Linked DNA regions of Mus musculus: all the other regions are linked to region 1. A link is a contact called in public Hi-C, HiChIP or PLAC-seq and Micro-C data. All regions are on one chromosome and are shown on one strand. Each heading gives the region's core, a stretch centred on a gene start, on an enhancer-like site or on the middle of the called end of the contact. The rest is flanking DNA. Distances are from core to core; before and after follow the strand shown.

Region 1 (3,126 bases), core at 173-2,672:
CTAATCTCTTTTCTAAGAGTCAGGGCTTAACATTAACTTCACAAATCACTATATAGGTACAGATGAACTAGAGAGTAGTAAAGTGACCGTGACAGGCTTGCCAGATCCCTGGACCAGATGCCTAGGGACAAAGGCAGGTGACCGTTTACTTTATTTTTGCTAGAAGAACCCAAAACTACACAGAAGGGAATGGCAGTCCTGGAGGTGATATCCTGCCACTAATACAATTCGTCATTCGGTCCTGAGAGCTAAGCTCCGGGCAGCGGGTGCTCAAGCCCCGCTTACAGGATGGCCTGAGCACTAGAGAAACAGTCTTTCTGGACACGTTGGCTAGTTCCCATCTCTCCATCTCCTCATATAGGGGAACTTTGAGAACGCCCAACTTCATGGCTTGTGAGGAAGGTACAGATCACCATTTCCGCTAGATGGCGATATTTCCCCTAATCCATCCGCTTCAAGACACCCAATTTATAAAATAAATACAATCCAACGCCTTCCGAAACCACACCACATAATAACAGCACACAGGCTCCCATTAAAGTTCCAGTCTCAGGAAACTGACTCCCTCGTCGAGAAAATCTAATGCAACTACTCTAGTAAGATGCAATCAAGAGTTGCATCCAAGTGTCATTCATATTTGCACCGGTCCCCCAATACACCTGTCCCTCTACCCCTAGTTAACACTCAGGGATGAGCCATGGCTCAAGTCAGGCGCTGAGTCCTCGTGGTGCCTTGCCTTCCTCTTAGGAACGTCGGACCTTTTGGGACCCTTGCCCCTTAGCCACCACCCCAAGTCTAGCACACCGGACGCTCCTAAGCAAGGGTCACTCACACTGTACAATGTACAATGCCGACGGCCCCGGGGCAGGTGCGTTCATTTCCAGCTTCTGCAACCCGGGCCTGGGTTAAGTGAGAGAATCCGGTTTCACCGTGGGTCAGCGGGGTGATCAGATCTGTCAAGAGCTCTGTGGGTCAGGGGGGCTCTCGCCTCCGGAAGAGGTGGCCGCGCAGGAGAGAGAGCTCCAGGCGGTACACAGTGGGTGGGACAGGCGCCGGGTCTGCCCAGCCACGCGCAGCGCCTACTGCCCTCATGGCAGCATCTTAGGGGGCTGGGGGAAAAGAAAAAACACCAAACCACAAAACTTTCCTGCTGCCAAGTGCGAAGGCGAGTCATCCGAGGCAAAACCCTAAGTGTGTGAGATGAGACACCGGGTTGGGGGAGCCACTAATCAGTGAGGCGGCGGAGCGCAAGTGTCCGCAGCGCCTTGGGGACCTCAGGACCCCGTGCCCCCGCTGTCCGCGCTTACCTTGGCGGCTGCATGAGCCCCTCCAGCCCGCGGGGGGTTGGCGCTGGCGGGGCTGCGCGCGAAGACTAGGTGTAGGGCGGTCGCTCGTGGGCCCCTGGGTGAGGTGGGAGGGGCCCGGCTGGCGCTGGTCCCCGCAGCTCAGCGGACTCAGTAGCGACCCGGGGCGCTCCGCCTGCTCCCCGGCTGCATGCCTGCGAGCGCCTGGAGGAGCGAGCCTCAGGAGCGGCCGGCTGGCCAGTGCTTCCCGGGCGCAGGGCTCGGGCGGCGTAGCTTGCAGTTCCGAGACGCCTGCAGAGTAGGGCGGCCCGGGCTAACCTGCTGCCTCGCCCGGCCTGTCGCCGCCACCGCCACCGCTGAGCGCGGCGTCGCGAGGTTCGTTTGCGCGCGGCAGGGAGGGGGCGGGCCGGGCACCCCGGGAGCGGGCGGGGGGGCGAGCGCGGGCGGAGCGGAGCAGAGGGAGGGGGAGGGGTGGGGTCTGGGCTCCAAAGGCCCCGCCCCGCCGCGGTCCCACCCTTGCTGATCCGCGCTAGTGGGTGTGTGAGGACGTAGGGGGTGAGCCTGCAGAAAGCGCACACTCTCCCTGCGGGCTCGCGATCCCAGGGTTCGAGCAGCAAGTGCAGCGACCCTCCCTTCCGCTAACGCATCCAACTTTCTTAACCCTGAGCCAGGTGGCTTGGAGTCCACGTTTTCAACCTGGGAGCCTACGGTGGTTAGAGGTTTCCAATCGTGGATAAATATTGACATCTGCCGAAAGTCACCTTTGTTCTATAGGGATTTTACTCCTATTTAGAATCTTATTGGAAAAAATAAATAATATGTATATTGCATGCACAGTGCGCGAATACACGCAGTCTGGAGTAAACAGACTGTCTTGTACTCCCCCACCCCTCCCTCTGCAGTCCAGCTCAGAGGTAACCTCCGGTCACAGCGTCTTCCTCCCCCGCCCCGCACCCTTCTCGCATAGATTGCCAGAGGAAACTCCGGGCTTCTCAAAAGGATTCTTCATGCAGCTCACGCACACAGTGGAGAGCACAGCCAGCCGCCAGCAGCTCATCTCCAGGGTCTCACCCCAACACCACGTATAGGTCTGAAACCCTAGCTGGGGTGTGAAGTCAGCCGGGACACACAGCTCACACTCAAATTATCACTGAACAGTTAGCGCTGCCAGGATATTTTATACAGGGGTTACGACCCGATCTTCTCTTAATCTGAACCAAGCGCTGGAATTTTGATAGGATGAGAACTCTGTATTTAATGAAAAGGTATCGTCCGTATTAAGACCCTCGTCGTTATTTATGCTGTGGTCTTAAGGGATGTGGTTTTGAACTCAATGTTCTGCGTTTATTGGCCAAATGAATTAGACTAGTCTATAACTGAGCTATAAATAAACTCCATGTGCTTTTAGCAGGAAGGGATTGGGCCTTGCAGTTGGCCCCGTTTCTAAAATTAGCCTCGACCTTGGACAAATCTTTTAGGTCTGCTGAGCCTCAGTTTCCTTGTCTATAAATAAGGGAGTTGTACAAGAAAGTGTGTGTGTGTGTTTACATTTCCTTTTTGTACTCTATCATCCTCTGCTTGGGGACACTCCTCCAACCCTGTCCCCAATTCTCAAATCCCAGGTGTTGTTTTCCCTAGCTCTGACATCAATCTGTAATTATACCTTTATTTGTGGCCTTCTCATCATACTCAAGAGATCAGGAACCACCTTGGGGTCATCATGCCATCCTCAGCACCCAGGAGAGCCTGGTGTATAGCAGAGGCACAATAATTGTTATCACTTGGGTCATTTTCTTCCTCCTCCCCCTTGGGTTTTGGTTGT
Region 2 (3,126 bases), core at 201-2,700, 510 kb after region 1:
GTGATTCATGTTTATTATTGTTATTTACAGGAGTAGTAAGGCACTCCTTGGATTTTAGTGGAAGTTAACCACTTTGAATTTGAGTATTCCTATTTACTTGTTTTTGCTTGTCGGGGAAGCCTCTCTAAGTTAATTATACTTAAGAGAATAATATGCTCCCAGCCTGGGATAATTAGGCAGTCTAATTAACCTTTTAAGAAAAGCAAAACATAGCTTTATAGTGGCTATAGCCCCTTCATTAGGTTAGCTTGGCTCATCGTAACTGGTGTTGTTCATATTGCTGATTTGCATATTATTTTCCATGGTATCTAGCCCCATAAATTGTAATGAAAGCACATTTTAGAATACACTGGAGATAGACTTAATGGAATTGGCTACATCACAAGCAGAGGTTCTTTCTATGAGCTATGGTCCCGTCTTTGTATTGCTACAAGGCACTTAAAGGGACAATTTAAAGCAAGGGGAAAGCTTTTTGAGTAATCATTTTTTTAGTAATTAGCTTAGGAATAATTTGGAAACGCTCCCTGGCAGCACTTTAATAATGTAAAGTATGCTATTTCTAGAATATTTAATGGAAAGCAAACTCCTTGGAGATTGTAAGGAGTTAAGACACTTTTTAAAGGGCGGCTATTAATTATGGCCCAGAGACTCCTTTCTGTTATTAGGAAGCACAGCAATAAAGTAAGATAATGGTCCATTCAGATTTCATAGCGCTTTTCCTGCTACACACATAAGGGACTTCATCTAGCATGGAACCCAGGTGCTGATAGAAGCAGTCATCTCACAAATGGAAGGGGGCTGCTTGTGCCCAGAGGTTCTGCATGTAATTGCTTTGGTGCAAGGAGGGGATGTGCAAGAGATATTTAGAATCAAATAAATCTACCACAGGCACACTTTCTTGAATGAAATCGACTTAAATTAATGGTCTCTGTCCCTGCAAGTCTGTCTTTTCTTCTGCTCTTTTACCAAAGCATCATACACAGCATTTGTATGACAATCACTGGGTGGGATCCACACTGTTACCTCACTGTGTACCCGCTTTCTTGTGTCTGAACTGTCCTTCTCTCAGGGGCAACTCTTTCCTCTCCACAGGTCTTTCCCATCCCATATTATACAATCAGTCTTCCTCTGGATTCTCTTGGAGATCAGACTGAAGACACTCTTGAAGTGTGCATGGCCGCTCTGGTCTCTGCAGCATGCTTCCTCTATACCCAGGTCTGTGATAAGAGCCAATCTCTAAAAATCTGATGGCATCACAAATTCTGCTCTCTTCCTTTTGCTTGCCTAAAGCAAGCCTTTATCCTGCCTTGTGCCAAGGTATTTGTGACCTTGGCCTGTCTGCTCTACTCTATCTTACAGTCACAGGTGGCATCTCTCAGGGCTATTCTTACAGAGGGCTTCCTGTCCTAACTAGGGCTTTCTGCGTCTGAAATGAAGCAGCTAATGAGCAGGAGGATAGGCTTACCATGATGCAGCAAGCATCCGCTGCTATGGTTTCACAGTCTGTACAACCTACAGTTTCTTCTTAGCTATAAACGGAAAAAATTGTAAGGGACAGACCACTCTGCTTAACTCTTTCCTCAACTATTTTAGAACAAAAGAGCTGTCAGTTTCTGTTTTGTGTACACTTCTCATATTCACCTTCTTAAAGGGTGAGCTTTCCGAGGGAGACTGTTGGGAATTAGATAATATTTATACTTCATTTCTTCTACTTAGTTGCACTAAAGCCACATTATAAACTAATTAGGGATTTGTTATTTGAAAAAGTTATAACGAGTTTGCCAACAAGAGCTTTGTCTCATCTCGTTGTAGACACATCAGCTGCCATACATGTGTGAAATGAAGTTGATTTGGCTGAGGCCTGCTTGCCTGCCTGTTTTTATCTTTAGAACACATTCCTCATCACAGGAAGCATTAATGTCTGCTATCAAGGGCTTAGTGTAATGTATATGACACTGTCAGCATCTCTTTGATGGCCCTTTGAATTCCCTGTTAGCTGGGATCAGAGTCACATTTAATAGCCTGCAAGATTGGTCCTAAACAAGTGAAACAGGGTTGAAAATAATTCCGCTCTTGGCTGTGAAGGATGGATGTGTTGAGGCTCGATGCAGATTTTCCTGGGGGAAGAGAGTGTTTGTGAGTCACACAGGGAGCTGTTGTGTCACTGTAAAAATGCATCGGGCATGTATGGCCTAGGTTAGAAAGGAGAATGGCTTAGGAGGGAGAAGAAAGGAAGACCACTGTAGTCTGGGGATGGCTCAGTGGGCCAAGTGCTGCCCTGCAGGTGTGCGGACCTGAGTGTGGATTCTCAGAACACAGATAAAACCATATGTGTAGTCCCAGTTCTCCTATTGAGAGACAGAAGGCGGAGTCTGGAGAATCTCCAGGTAGCCTGTTGTATACAGTGGTTGTCTTGGTGATAGTTTCATTGCTGTGAAGTGACACCATGACCAAGGCAACTCTTATAAACGATAATATTTAATGGAGGCTGGTTTATAGTTTATAGAGATTCAGTCTCTTATCATCATAGCAGGAAGCATGACAGCATCCAGGCAGACATGGTGCTCAAGAAGGAACTGGGAGTTCTACATTTTGATCCAAAGGCAATCAGGAGGAAATGAAGCAGGCAGCCAGGAGGGTCTCTTCCACATTAGTCAGAGTCTGAGCATAGGCGTCTCAAAGCCCACCTACTATGCAGTGATGTACTTCCTCCAACAAGGCTACATCTACTCCAGTAAAGCCACACCTACTAAAAGGCCAAACCTCCTATTAGTGACACTTCCAGGGCCAAGCATCACAAACCATCACAGTGGTGAACAAGGACCTTGTCTCAAACAAGGTAGATAGGTGAGGACTAGCACATGACATTGCCCTTTGACCTCCACATTCACAGCTTTACACACACAAACACACACACACACACACTCACACACACATTCACTCACACACTCGCACACACTCACACACACATACTCTTACACACACTCATACACACATATTTACACACACACACTCACACATACTCACATACACACTCACACACACACACTCACATACATACTCACACACACACACCCATACAAACATATTTACACAAACTCACACACAGTCATACACATAGTATGG
Region 3 (3,126 bases), core at 277-2,776, 360 kb before region 1:
TCCTATCTAAATCAGAATCTAGATTGGCAGCTGTCTACCTAAGAAACTCAACTAACAAGCTTGTCTTCCAGGAAGAGGGTACAGATCATGCCCAGAAGCAGTTTATCTCATTAAGTGGTCTCCTTCCTTCCTTCCACACCCAAGCCAAGGACTCTCCCTTCCGGGCCTGAGTGCCACATCTCCTACTTTGTCCCCTCACATCTGGCCACATGTGCTTTGTCTTCTCCCCCACTCTTGGGTAATAAGGAGCAGACTGGCAAAATACTTCAAATGCCTTCTTTTAAAAGTACACAGCTGTGTGGGCTGGGACTATTTTGAGCTAAATGCTGCAAACCTCCAAGCTCAGAGCCGTTCTGGGCGTTCGCTGACTCCAAGTGAACAATGAGGGCCGTCACCAAAGCTATCATGGGTCACCAAACCTCCTGAAACCTGTAACCAACATCAGGTGTGTGAAGCAAGTGTCCCCAGGTTCCTCTGGCATCCCTCGCTCCCTGCTTCTGCTTTCTGTAGGTGAAAGAGGGCGAAGAGCTGGTAAAACAGAGGAGAGCTGCCAAAGGGGGAAAGGGGCAAAGTTCTTGATAGGAGAACCCTAGTCCAAATTGTCCCTCAAGCGCTGAGTACCTGTGTAAGCCAACTCTCTTTGAATGTTTCCTTGTCTGTGAGGTGGGCATAAAAATACATTCCACGGAAGGTGGTCGGAACTCAAAGTTGGTGTTAAACGTGAACAGAGGAAAGCAATAGAATCTAGGACTTGGAACACACCAAACAGCCTTAAAGGGGGAAACGGTTCCTGAGATGTGCCCTGGAAGAACCAAATGCACGCGCCCGCCCTCCGGATCCCACCCAGGCAGAGAGCAGAAAAGTGCGCGCCTGGCGAGAGCGCGCCGAGAGCGAGCACCTGTGCGCGCAGGTGGGGAGGACGCGCGGTGGCATCAGCGGCAGCAGCAGCATGGTGACGCCGCCCATGGAGCCAGCAGGGCAAGGAGTTGGGCGACGCGACCCACCTGAAGACGCGCAGCAGCAGACAGGCGATGAGCAGCGCGCTGAAGGCACATGCCACGATCACCGTCGCCTTCAGGGTAGGCAGGTCACGAAGCAGACTGGAGATGCGGGTCACCACCGCGTCGACGCTGCTGTTGGAGCTTCCCCCGCCCGCCATGCCGGATCCCAGCTGGGTAGCATTCCCGGGACCGGGCGGAGGCTGGTGTTCTGCTTCGGGCTGGGAGGCCGAAGCGGACTCGGCTCTGCGAGCGAGGGCGGCGGGCGCGGCCAGGAGCGCGAGCAGCAGCAGCAGCAGCGGTGGCGGCGGTTGGGGTGGCAGGGCGCTCATGGTGCACTATGCGCACGCACGGTGCGGAGGTCTGCGTCCCGGAGGCTTGCACCCCGGAGGCCTGAGCCCCAGAGGCTGGCACCCGGGAGGCCTGCGCCGGGGTCTCCGGCTGCCGAGGCGGCTGCGCGATGCTCGGCAGGAAGCTGCAGAGCCCGGAAGAACCCGCGCCGCCGCTGCAGCCACCAACACGTTGCACAGAGTCATTCGACGGGCTTCGGCCCCGCGTGGGCGGGGCAGACCTCGGCTGGGTCCCCGCTGCGCTCCGCCCCTGGGTAGCCCAACCCGATCAGGACCTAAGACCCCATGGAGGAATCCTAACTGCTTGGCTCACTCTGCTCCGGGCAGGCAGAATGATGAACTGTTCACGCGATTTATTTCTTTCAGTATGGCAGCCCTCTCTGGAAACAGGTATTCTTTTGCCCTGGTTTGTTGATTTAGCACGCAGGGAGTCAGCTCACAGCAACCCAGATTTCCCACCTAGAGTTTGCAAGCCCTTTGCACTTCAGCTGGTGAACCTTTGGAAGTAATCTCTCCTTCTCCAGACCAGACTTAAATTTCAAACTCCAAGGAGTAATTTATTGTGGTTCTGTCTCTGGTATATAAACTAAGTAATGTTGGGGTGGGGAAAGACTATTCTCTTGGGAGTCCAGGAATTGATACAGTGCTGAGTGGGTTCCTGGAGCAACCGTTACAGAACCTTGGATGATCTGGAAGGTGCTCCCCAATGATCAGTAAATATCTAAACATACAGAACAAGGACCAAGAGACTTTGATCAGCTCATTTCTGGTCCTGCTAGAGAAACAGACAAATATAACGATGCATTCATTGTCTATAGTTACATAACCAAGCTTCCATAACAAATTATCCCAAAACCTAGTAGGTCACCACAATCCCCATTATCTGGGTTGTCCTGTTTTAAGGTATCTTGTTAAGTTTAAGATCAAACTAATACCCCCTCCCCCAGATCTCCTCAAAAGGTTCACATGGGAGCTGATCTGTCCCCGAGCTCAACTGGCTTTCCCTGACTGATTCAGCGCTTCACAAACTGCTAGCCCCGAACCTCCATTCCCCATCTCTGTCTGTCAGAAGCTGCCCTAAGTTCTAACGGTGAGAATTTCCAACAGAGCGTTTTGCATCTTCAACGTGTTCAAGCCCAGTTAGCAATAAATTCAGGGAGCCGGACAGAAGACAGTTCTGTAAAACTTAATTACAGATGTGACACCCCCACACTTTCTCCTGAATCGGTTCATTAGATGCATACCACCACTCTTTGTTCACAATTCAGGAAAGAAGGCGTCACAATGACGTAAATAACAGGAAGCGGGAGCATCAGGGCCACCTAACAGCTGTCTGCCATATACACTGGGGGTGGGGGTGGGGTGAGCAATATTGAGATTCCCAGAAGTCATTGCCCACCAAGCACTTTGTGTATCAAGTGTTTTCAAGCATGCTACAGGGATGAGAGAGAAAGATCATCTGCTAGACAGAGCACATCGTTAATCCCAGCATTGAGGAGGCAGAGGTAGACAGATGTCTATGAGTCTGATGCCATCCTGGTCTACATAGTGAGTTCCCAGATAGCCAGAACTGCATGGTAAGATCCAGACCCAAAAGAAGAAAAAGGAAAAGAAAAATCCTATGGTTAAAGTATTCCAGCTCTGAACTACATTGATGGAGAAGTCTTGTTTTCGTATCAGAATATACACAGAAAATTCCCTAAAGATCTAGGTGTGACGTCCATAATTCCCCAAGCTTCAGATGTCACAGCCTTGAAATTTGTTAGTTAGAGGAAAGT
Region 4 (3,126 bases), core at 283-2,782, 320 kb after region 1:
GGGGGGGGTACTGGTTAGTTTATATTGTTGTTCCACCTATAGGGTTGCAGACCCCTTCAGCTCCTTGGGTGCTTTCTCTAGCTCCTACATTGGGGGCCCTGTGTTCCATCCTAGAGATGACTGTGAGCATCCACTTCTGATTTGCCAGCACTGGCATAGCCTCATACTCAACAGCTATATCAGGGTCCTTTCAGCAAAATCTTGCTAGCAAATGCAATAGTGTCTGGGTTTGGTAGCTGATTCCTTGTTAGCAAATTTCACTGATGTTTGAGTGGGAAAAAACTCCTGGCTGAGAATAGATTCTCTGGCCCTAGTAAAGACACGACTAAGAGTCTATCTGTATCATTCACTTGGCCAGGGGACCACCCTTAGGAGGACAGGCTTATCTTAAGCCATGCTATAGAGATAGGTGCAATAATTAACCCTTTAATGAGATATTGTACTGTTCCTTCTCACAGATCTCCACCCCCTAGTGCAGTAGCCTACCGGGTCATAGCTATGTAGCTTTATAAGTCTCCTTTTGTGACTTATTCAGAAAAGCATAGCCTCTCCTTTCCTCATACCTCTTCATTTTTTGAAAAGAGACTTCCTTAGTTTTGTTTTATGTGTATGGGTGTTTTGCCTGCCTGGGTGGCTATGCAGTATGTATATGTACAACCCACAGAAGTCAGAAGAGAGCATCAATTCCTCCAGGTCTGGCGTTACAGATGGTTATGAACGTTCCTATTGGTGCTGGGTACCAAGCCCAGGCCCTTTTAAAGAGCAAGAGATTTTTCTCAATCATGAATCATCTCTCCGGTCCACATTCTACCTCTTTAAAGCATGCCCTCTTTCACACTTTAGGTTTCCCCAGGTGAACTTCCTTCCTCCTTTTTCTAGAGTTTCCCTCCCTGCCATGTGGCTGCTCATTGGCCACAAGACTGACTTCTATGCCAGCTTAAATTGCATGGGTTCCCCTCCCCTTTCCTTCCCCAGGTCTCAGTTGTTGAGATTTACAACTTGCCTACCTCTCTTTAGACTCTGATAAAATTGGTTTTGAACTTCTGTTTGAGTCCATTGTTAGATTTTTAAAAAAGTTACTGAGACTAAGAACCTCAAGAGGGGACTCCAATTCCACTGTAGCATTAGCTCTCCTCCACCCGGTCCTTTCACTAGGAGGAAATTTCATGCCAGTAAGAAAGTAGAAGCGGAAATCGTTTCACATGGAGTCAACTGATGACTTCCCAATGTCTCTGTTTCCTTGGATGGACCTACACCTACTGAGATCGGATTGAACCCACAGAGCCGATGAGGGAGCTGGCTTCTCTCTGTCAGCTGCTGTTGCTAGGAGTTGTATAGCTCTCTAAAACCCTTTGGTATTCCCTCTTAAAATTATGTATACTGCTACTCTTAGACTAATTCTGTCCGTATCCTTTGCTGATCCCTCTCTGACTGGTAATCTTGGCTCACCTCCCCAGCTTGCCCTTTGCTCACATTTTTCTTCTGTGAGTTCTTGGAGTGAGCATTCTTTCTTTTTGATTTTATGGGCTGCAGAGTCTGACTCATGTCTCATTGATTGATCCCAGTTAGTAAAGCACTCCTCTTTACTTGGGTGTGTGTAGTAATAACCAAGCCCTTTGGCTGATATTAATCTCACAAGCTTAGAGAGATAACACATACAAGAGAGAAGTACCCATGAAACCATCTGTAGTGATGTTCAGCAGGTGGGATCAGGCCTTTGGTGAGCAATTATGTACTTAGGGATGAAGTCTTTTTACTCTCTCTCTCTCTCTCTCTCTCTCTCTCTCTCTCTCTCTCTCAATTGAAGCTTTCAATCTAAAGAAGTTGATTATTTCTACAATGAGCCAATTTGTTTACAGATTGATTTTTAAATTAGCATTATGGTATCTTTTTTTTTACAATGAGCTTTATGAAGTCTACCTTACTCTTACTAAATTTCTAATTGCTATATATACAACTGTTACTGCTTGAAGCTTGTCCCTTTTGCCTCCAATATGTTGGGGTTCTATCTTCAGGTACTTCAAAGAGACCTCTATTTGGATGTGGTGGCCTTACAGAGATAATCAAGATGAAGTAATCATTAGATTAGCTCTAATCTACTCTGACTGGTGTCTTTATAAAAAGTAGAAATTTAAACAGAGAGATGACAAGATACCAATAAGAAAGTTCTGGACCAGAACTCAGCTCACAACTTCAGAAGAAGCCAATCTTGCCCCCATATTTATTTTGTATCCTACCCACCGGTACTGTGAGGCAACATATTTTTTCCTGTTTAAGACATCCAATCTGTGGTAGAAGATCTAGGACAGAAATCTTCTTTTTTTTTTTTTTTTTTTAAACTCCATAAAGTTTATTTTATTTTATTTTATTTTATTTTTTCCATTTTTTATTAGGTATTTCGCTCATTTACATTTGCAATGCTATACCAAAAGTCCCCCATAGCCACCCACCCCCTCTCCCCTACCCACCCACTCCCCTTTTATGGCCCTGGCGTTCCCCTGTACTGGGGCATATAAAGTTTGCGTGTCCAATGGGCCTCTCTTTCCAGTGATGGCCGACTAGGCCATCTTTTGATGCATATGCAGCTAGAGTCAAGAGCTCCGGGGTACTGGTTAGTTCATAATGTTGTTCCACCTATAGGGTTGCAGATCCCTTTAGCTTCTTTGGTACTTTCTCTAGCTCCTTCATTGGGGGCCATGTGATCCATCCAATAGCCGACTGTGAGCATCCACTTCTATGTTTGCTAGGCCCAGGCATACTCTGACAAGAGACAGCTATATCAGGGTCCTTTCAGCATAATCTTGCTAGTGTATGCAATGGTGTCAGCATTTGGAAGCTGATTATGGGATGGATCCCCGGATATGGTAGTGTCTACATGGTCCATCCTTTTATCTCAGCTCCAAACTTTGTCTCTGTAACTCCTTCCAAGGGTGTTTTGTTCCCACTTCTAAGGAGGGGCATAGTGTTCACACTTCAGTCTTCATTTTTCTTGAGTTTCATGTGTTTAGCAAATTGTATCTTATATCTTGGGTATCCTAGGTTTTGGGCTAATATCCACTTATCAGTGAGTACATATTGTGTGAGTTCCTTTGTGAATGTGTTACCTCACTCAGGATGATGCCCTCC

What was found. A called contact is a pair of places that touch in the nucleus more often than the background predicts. HiChIP or PLAC-seq counts read pairs in DNA pulled down with a chosen protein or histone mark.
Region 2: a contact with region 1 is called in a Hi-C map of cortical neurons, with 1.9 times the contacts expected there. The contact joins the enhancer-like site here to the promoter of A730056A06Rik in region 1. A contact is called at or near these places in 14 of 39 promoter capture datasets (the 3T3-L1 cell line, 3T3-L1-derived adipocytes, cranial neural crest and 8 more), 2 of 484 Hi-C or Micro-C datasets (both in cortical neurons), 9 of 115 datasets of contacts at active chromatin or transcription factors (embryonic basal ganglia, embryonic forebrain, embryonic hindbrain and 5 more) and 1 of 9 other capture datasets (embryonic stem cells).
Region 3: a Micro-C map of embryonic stem cells shows a contact between it and region 1, with 2.6 times the contacts expected there. The contact joins the promoter of Fam174b here to the promoter of A730056A06Rik in region 1. A contact is called at or near these places in 4 of 39 promoter capture datasets (the C10 cell line, fetal liver, hematopoietic stem and progenitor cells and 1 more) and 2 of 484 Hi-C or Micro-C datasets (both in embryonic stem cells).
Region 4: a contact with region 1 is called in an H3K27ac HiChIP or PLAC-seq map of the NIH/3T3 cell line, with 7 times the contacts expected there. The contact joins the enhancer-like site here to the promoter of A730056A06Rik in region 1. A contact is called at or near these places in 14 of 39 promoter capture datasets (the 3T3-L1 cell line, 3T3-L1-derived adipocytes, the HPC-7 cell line and 9 more), 1 of 15 datasets of contacts at CTCF or cohesin (the NIH/3T3 cell line), 1 of 484 Hi-C or Micro-C datasets (nephron progenitors), 11 of 115 datasets of contacts at active chromatin or transcription factors (the NIH/3T3 cell line, craniofacial prominence, embryonic basal ganglia and 7 more) and 1 of 9 other capture datasets (embryonic stem cells).

Annotation. Positions count from the first base shown.
Region 1 is chr7:73,374,070-73,377,195 of GRCm38.p6, reverse strand. It overlaps A730056A06Rik (RIKEN cDNA A730056A06 gene), which reads left to right and starts at 1,422. Exons shown (of 2, transcript NR_040325.1): 1 at 1,422-1,679. It overlaps Rgma (repulsive guidance molecule family member A), which reads right to left and starts at 1,676. Exons shown (of 4, transcript NM_177740.5): 1 at 1,308-1,676. The coding sequence starts at 1,321.
Region 2 is chr7:72,864,790-72,867,915 of GRCm38.p6, reverse strand. No RefSeq gene overlaps it. Among named protein-coding and RNA genes, the nearest start is that of Gm36865, 40 kb to the right of the region's middle. Within about 2 kb of position 1,450, at least 6 of the 459 cell types and tissues checked have an H3K27ac peak or open chromatin away from gene starts, as enhancers often do. A contact at or near this core is called in cortical neurons, where this site is marked.
Region 3 is chr7:73,738,707-73,741,832 of GRCm38.p6, reverse strand. It overlaps Fam174b (family with sequence similarity 174, member B), which reads right to left and starts at 1,526. Exons shown (of 3, transcript NM_001162532.1): 1 at 1,005-1,526. The coding sequence starts at 1,330.
Region 4 is chr7:73,054,432-73,057,557 of GRCm38.p6, reverse strand. No RefSeq gene overlaps it. Among named protein-coding and RNA genes, the nearest start is that of Gm6567, 46 kb to the left of the region's middle. Within about 2 kb of position 1,532, at least 6 of the 459 cell types and tissues checked have an H3K27ac peak or open chromatin away from gene starts, as enhancers often do. A contact at or near this core is called in the NIH/3T3 cell line, where this site is marked.